Regions from separate parts of the Rattus norvegicus genome. Here region 1 is linked to region 2. The links are chromatin contacts, called in public Hi-C maps. All regions are on one chromosome and are shown on one strand. Each heading gives the region's core, a stretch centred on a gene start, on an enhancer-like site or on the middle of the called end of the contact. The rest is flanking DNA. Distances are from core to core; before and after follow the strand shown. Region 1 has its middle 3.3 kb from the start of Atr. Region 2 overlaps PCOLCE2 (procollagen C-endopeptidase enhancer 2).

Region 1 (3,154 bases), core at 66-2,565, 170 kb after region 2:
AAGACATATATTTAAATTTTTTCAACAATACTACTAACCTAAAAAAAAAAAAAAAAAAAAAGCTGGGATCCCCAAGCTAGGCAGGGTCCCACGTACACAGACTCGCCTAGAACTCCTGCTCCTCCAGCCTCCGCCTCCAAAGACTGGGATTGCAGACCTGTACCAACACACCCTAGAACGCTTGTGAAGTAGTTTAGTCAAGGCGTGATGATCAGCTGAGAGCAGAAATGTGTGATGAGATCCGACAGGAAATCCGTGGGTCTGATAGTTCAGAAATAGAATTCTAGAAATACAAAACCGAAGCAATCGAAGATAAATTGATATCACGTCTGGGATTTCATTTAAAATTATCCAACTGGGGAAAGAGGGCATAGGGAGGGTGATCATAAGGCTGGGGTGCAGTTCAGTAGAACACGTGCACAAGGTCCCTGGTCAGATGCCCAACTGGGAACAGTGGGGACAGAGATTTGACCACACGAAAGAACTGTTGGGTGGTAGACATAAGGCGATTCTGGATTTTGACCTACCTCTGTTCTGTTGGTGTTAGTACAGATCTGTAGCCCAGTCTTTGGGAGGTGACTGAGGGGGAGCTCAAGGCTAGTCTAAGCACATCAGATCTAGTCTGGCTCATCTCCCCTCCCTACAGGCTTGTTTTGTTTTGCTTTCTTGTTTTAAAAAGAAGCAAAACAAAAATATCATTCAAGGTAGAAAAAAATCCAGGAAGGAGATAAGACAGACGAATAAAACCTGGAGAGCTTGCAGGGAACGGGTAGCGAGTGAGCTCCGGAGTGCTTACCTGAAAGAGTTATCTGAGGTTTCAGAAGGAATAGGGTTACCCAAGAATAAAAGGGGGCAATGAAGACCCCTGATGCCTTGGGGTTAGGGAGGGGGAGGGAGGAAAAGAGAGGGAGAAACCCCAAGGAGGAGCCTAAGGAAGATGACAAAGGAAACACTGCTAAAACATGGGCCAATAAGCCAAAGAACGCATTCCAGGAAGGCGGTGATCTAGATGGGCAAGATGTGTAAGAGAAACAGGCTGACCCGTCCTTTGGATTTAGCCATCTGAAAGCCATGAGAGGACCTGGAAGAAAGGCACTCAGGTGAATGTCTTTAAGTGGAAGCTTTATTAAGACAGTTATTAACTACACAAGCAATAGATCTGGGATCTGAGGGAAGAGACTTCAGTCCCCACCATACAAAGCCAAGCCAGTGTCCATTCTTAAGATTTCTAAGGGAGGGTGTGACCTCCCTTAGAGGAAGCAGGCTTAGTTAATAGATGACCTGTGCTATGGGACATGGATGACAGGAGTCAAGGAGACACTGGATAGGGCAATGGGCTGGTTAATGTGTGACATTAGTCAAGCCGTCTTGACCCCTGGGGAGCAGTGAGGTGATGAGATGAGGACATTGCTTTCTATGGGTGCTGTAAGGAGAGAAGCATGCAGGCTTGTGAGACTCCTGGGTGAGCCTCTCAGTTCCTTATAGCAGCTTTGAAAGGCGAGAAAGATTACAGGGGGTTGGGGGTGGGTGGCCCAGTCTGTGGGTCTGCTTCCAAGATCATCTGGAAGGTCTGTCAAGGTGTCTGTCAAGCATAAACAAGGACCTGAGTCTTAGTTGCCATTCTATTGCTGGAAAAGAGACACTATGACCAAGGCAACCTAGAGATTAACAGTTTATTGTGTTTATAGTTTCAGAGGGTTAGGATCTGTGATTACTATGGCAGAGACCATGGCAGCAGGCAGGCAGGCCCGCAGGCATGGTGCTGGAGCTTACTGAGTGCTTACATCTTGATCCACAAGCATGGGGAGAAAGAAGAGAGAATGGGACAGGAGGTGGGGGGAGGGTGGGGAAGGAAGAGGGAGAAAGAACTAATTGGGAATAGTGGGCTTTTAAAACCTAAAAGTCCACCTGCCCCCAGTGGACACTCCTCCAACAATCCTTCCCAAACAGTTCCACCAACTGGGAGCATCAAGCATTCAAATAGATGAGCCTCTGGTGGTCATTCTTATTCAAACTACACCATAAGTCTGAGCTTCAGTACTACATAAACTAAATATCGAGGCATATGCCTGCAATCCCAGCACACAGAAGGTGATCAGCCTCAGCTATACAGTGAGCTCAAGGCCAGCCTGGACTATGGGGGACCCAATCTTAATAAGCAAAAGTAACAGCAGAAAAAAGAGAAGCCATTGGTAATTCTGGGGGAAAATTAAGGCGGGGCAGAGGGGCAGAGTAAAATAAACACTGGGTTAGGACTGAATGGGAAATGAAAAATAGGATCAGCCTTATGAAGAAATTCTCTCACAGAGTTTGGCAGAGAAAGACAGGAGTCCTTGGAGAGAAGATTGACACTGCTCATTTATTGACATATCACTAAAGCTGACAATGTGGCTGTCAACTTCCTTTCCTTCTGATTCGCATCTTCCTCCAAATTCAAGTGTAGCTTTGACTAGCTCTTGCTGTTGTTTGACTGTGCCTCACCATGCAGCCAAAGACATCATGCTTATTTATCATGCTGCCTCCTCCTCTAAGGTCCTAGAATTATAGTCATGTTGTCAAAGCTAGCTTGTTGCCACTCTGTGGAGATCAGTGCCTCCCCACAACTTACTGAAGTGTGTCCTTGTGACACTGGGTCATCATGTTGTCATTCACGATTGTGTTGGATCGTATTCACAGGACATATGCAGACTGCCCACGGTGGCCCACCAATGGCACTGGGAGGAGAGGGGTCTGATATTGGAATTTAAGTGAAAAATAAATAATTGTTTGAAAAATTACTTTTTGGGTTAGATTGCCAGAGCTTTGTTGTTTGGGGTCCTGCACTTTAGAATTGCAGCACTACTCAATGAATTGCACACTGGGTTGTTTTCTGTTGTTTTTGTTTTGTTTTGTTTTTTGAGACAGGGTTCCCCTGCATCCCAGGCTACCCTCAAGTTCATTGTAGAGATAAGGATGGCCTTGAACTCTTGATCCTTCTGCCTCTATACCCAAAGTAAGGGGATTGGCACGTGCAACTGTGCCTGGCTTTCTTTCTTTCTTTCTTTCTTTCTTTATTTATTTATTTATTTATTTATTTATTTATTTATTTATTTATTTTTCGGAGCTGGGGACCGAACCCAGGGCCTTGCGCTTGCTAGGCAAGTGCTCTACCACT
Region 2 (3,165 bases), core at 522-3,021:
ACATTATCATGGGACAAGTCGGTGAGGATGGGCGTGGCAAGATCATGCCAAACAGCTTTGTCAAGATGTTCAAGAATAAGAATCAGAAGCCCATGAACGCCCTGAAGAACAAGCAGTGTTAGCCTGTGCTCTGTCACATAACCTGAACTCGCTCATCACCGCTGAACGATCTGTTCTGTCCACTTAGAAGAAAGCAAAACGAAACCCGTGCTATTTAATACTGAGCGTTCTGAGAGAAGGAGCCGCGTTACTCCTCCAGTGACGGATGTGCGAACCCGGCCCTGTTTTGCTGGTGGAAGACCTGCGCCTGCGCCTGAGGTCAGGCATCTGAGAGCCCTTCCACCCACTGCCTGATGGGAAACAACAGCAAGCACCGGCCGCTGGAAACTTGTACATACATACGTCTGTAGGAGGATATTCTAGAGTCGAGTTGTAAGAAGATATAAAAGAGAATTTTATAAAGTGCAATATTTATAATATTTGGTTACCTTCAAGCATTTGCTCTGAGGTGTGACATTCTCCTTTCTCTTGCATTTTTTAAGTCAATGCTTAATAAAATGTTTTAAATGATTCCAAGGCCACCAGGTAAACTTGTTCTCCCAGAAAATACAGCTGTGGCAGCACTCCCGTTAAACGGTGTCAGAGATGGTATTTGCACGTAAGGTTGTCTTGGTGTCGTCATCGAGTTGGCACCCTAAGAATTCCAGGGATAAAACTGGGGCAGTAATGTCAGCGGGCTGTAATCTCTGTCTGCAAGAACAGAAAGGTGTCCCTCTGGCATCCAGTCCAGATTCCTTCATTTTGTCTCTGAACTACAAGCTCAGGGAGATCCAGGGAGTTCCCCAGAGTACCGTTCTCTGCAGAGACAGTGCAATCTTCCAAGCATCATTATTTCAAACCCAATGTTCACAATATTGCCAGAAGAGGCTCCCGCTGCCCTAGGAGGGAGCCGCCTTCCCACTTAAAGCATTTAGGCTTGCATTCGTTAGACTAAACAGTAAGGTAATCCAAACATTCAGCTGTGAGCTCCGGGTACTCTTTGCTGTGTGTACCCATTTTATTGACTCTGTATCAGCTGAGAAGAACTTCTCAAGAGGCAGCTAGACTCGTAATGGAAGTGGCAGTCTCCCTGCTTCCTGGGAGATTGCTAGCCAGGGGCTGTGAAAGGTGCTTTCTCTCCATCTAAAGACAGTCAGAGGAACAAAGATAAACAAAGGCACGAGTCACAATGTGTCCTACGATAGGGATGAAGTTTTAGAACTAAGGGAAAGTCTGCTTTTGGTTGAAAATGGCAAGTCCTAGTTCTTGAGCCGATAAACAGGTGGCAGCAAACTAATATGGTAAGCCGAACTAGCAGCTGGTCAGGCGTTAGAGCAACTAACCAAAGTCGACTGGAAGGGTCAGACATTGTTCAAACTCTCTTCCCGAGATGATCGTCAGTAATGGGACAGCACCAGCTGAAGGAGAGAACCGGTTAGAGGATCCAGCACCAGCCGGGTGGTGGTTTCTCTGGGCAGTGACACCCGGAGACAGGCCAGCTAATAGAATCCTGTCAAGCATGCCCTTTAGGGACGTGGGGATGAGCACAGCCTTTTTGCCTCTCAGCAGAAACTTCTTACTGACGAGTTACTGTGGACAGCTTGTTTGTGTGGGCTCGAGCTTCATGGCCACAGTGTTTGCTGTGTCACACTGCAGGAAAAACCGAGAACAGTAATCCAAGCTATCCGTTCCATTGACAGCTCTGACACAAGCAACTGCTAAGGGGACCGTGGTTAATAATTCACGGCACTGGCACTGCTTTCCATGCAGTTGTTTAAAGCAGACAGGTGGTGAGGCTACTCCTCCCAGTCCCACAAACGCTCCAACTTCGGTTATAAAATCACTTTATTTAGACAGAACTTCAGTTTATTCTTGGTTATAAGCACAGGGAGTTGCAATAGGCACCTGTATCCACTGGCTAATCTCATCAGCCTATATATAGAATAATTTTTTAAGCTTTTCCACCTAAGGTACCTTGAAGCACACTTTAAAGAACTGTCATGCGGATGCTTTTCTCCAACAATAATGTATAACTAAAGATCAGTGACAAAAAGGTAAACAAATAATAATAAAACCTTTTTGCTGGGGGCTGGAGAGATGGCTCAGCGGTTAAGAGCACCTGACTATTCTTCCAGAGGTCCTGAGTTCAATTCCCAGCAACCACATGGTGGCTCACAACCATCTATAATGAGATCTGATGCCCTCTTCTGGTGTATCTGAAGACAGCTACAGTGTACTTACATATAATAAATGAATAAATCTTTTTAAAAAAGAAAAAAAACCTTTTTGCTGGAAGTCAAGAAATATTAAATAATTAACTTGAAAAATCATAGCATAAAAATATAAAAACCAAAACACTTTCAATTTTATAATTTCATAAATGACACAAACTAAAAAAAAAAACAAAACAAAACAATAAACTTTTAAAAGGAGAGAGAGCCAGGCATGGTGGTGCTTGCTTTTGATGGAGACAGGCAGATCTCTCTATGGATTGCAAACAAAAACCCTGAAAGGTCGGGAGAAAGACTGCAGGGAGGACTGCCATTAAAGTAGCTGCCACCCAAGCTTTAGGACCTGAGTTGGAATCCCCAGCACCCACAAAAAACCCATGTGCAGCAGCTCTATAATCCCAGTACTGGAAATGCAATACTTCTAACTGGGGAGCCTGGGGAAACTGAGTCATGCAGGACCATAGAACTGGCTGCAAGCCCAGTGAATCAGTGAGTTCCAGGTTCAGTTAGAGACTCAAGGAAACAGGTGGAGAATAAGTGATAAGGATGCTTGTCATTGATTTCTGGTCTCTACACACGTATACATACGTGTGCGCACATGTAAATGCATGCACACACTATACACATGTAGAGGTAGAAATACGCTTAGGACAGAAATGGAGTCACAAAGAAGTTACAAATAACAGATGAGGGCTGGGGAGATGGCTCAGTGGTTAAGAGCTCTGACTGCTCTTCCAGAGGTCCTGAGTTCAATTCCCAGCAACCACATGGTGGCTCACAACCATCTATAAAGAGATCTGATGCCCTCTTCTGGTGTGTCTGAAGACAGCTACAGTGTACTTATATATAATAAATGAATAAATCTTAAAAAAAAAAGAAATAACAGATGAAGTTA

Evidence for each region. A called contact is a pair of places that touch in the nucleus more often than the background predicts.
Region 1: a Hi-C map of kidney shows a contact between it and region 2, with 2.6 times the contacts expected there. The contact joins two enhancer-like sites. A contact is called at or near these places in 9 of 12 Hi-C or Micro-C datasets (the A7r5 cell line, the Rat2 cell line, Schwann cells and 6 more).

What each region holds. Positions count from the first base shown.
Region 1 is chr8:105,301,461-105,304,614 of GRCr8, forward strand. It overlaps a transcript of Pls1 not described here. Among named protein-coding and RNA genes, the nearest start is that of Atr, 3.3 kb to the right of the region's middle. Within about 2 kb of position 1,316, at least 1 of the 93 cell types and tissues checked has an H3K27ac peak or open chromatin away from gene starts, as enhancers often do. A contact at or near this core is called in kidney, where this site is marked.
Region 2 is chr8:105,130,155-105,133,319 of GRCr8, forward strand. PCOLCE2 (procollagen C-endopeptidase enhancer 2) reads left to right here. Exons shown (of 9, transcript NM_001127640.1): 9 at 1-571. The coding sequence ends at 122. Among named protein-coding and RNA genes, the nearest start is that of PCOLCE2, 59 kb to the left of the region's middle. Within about 2 kb of position 1,772, at least 5 of the 93 cell types and tissues checked have an H3K27ac peak or open chromatin away from gene starts, as enhancers often do. A contact at or near this core is called in kidney, where this site is marked.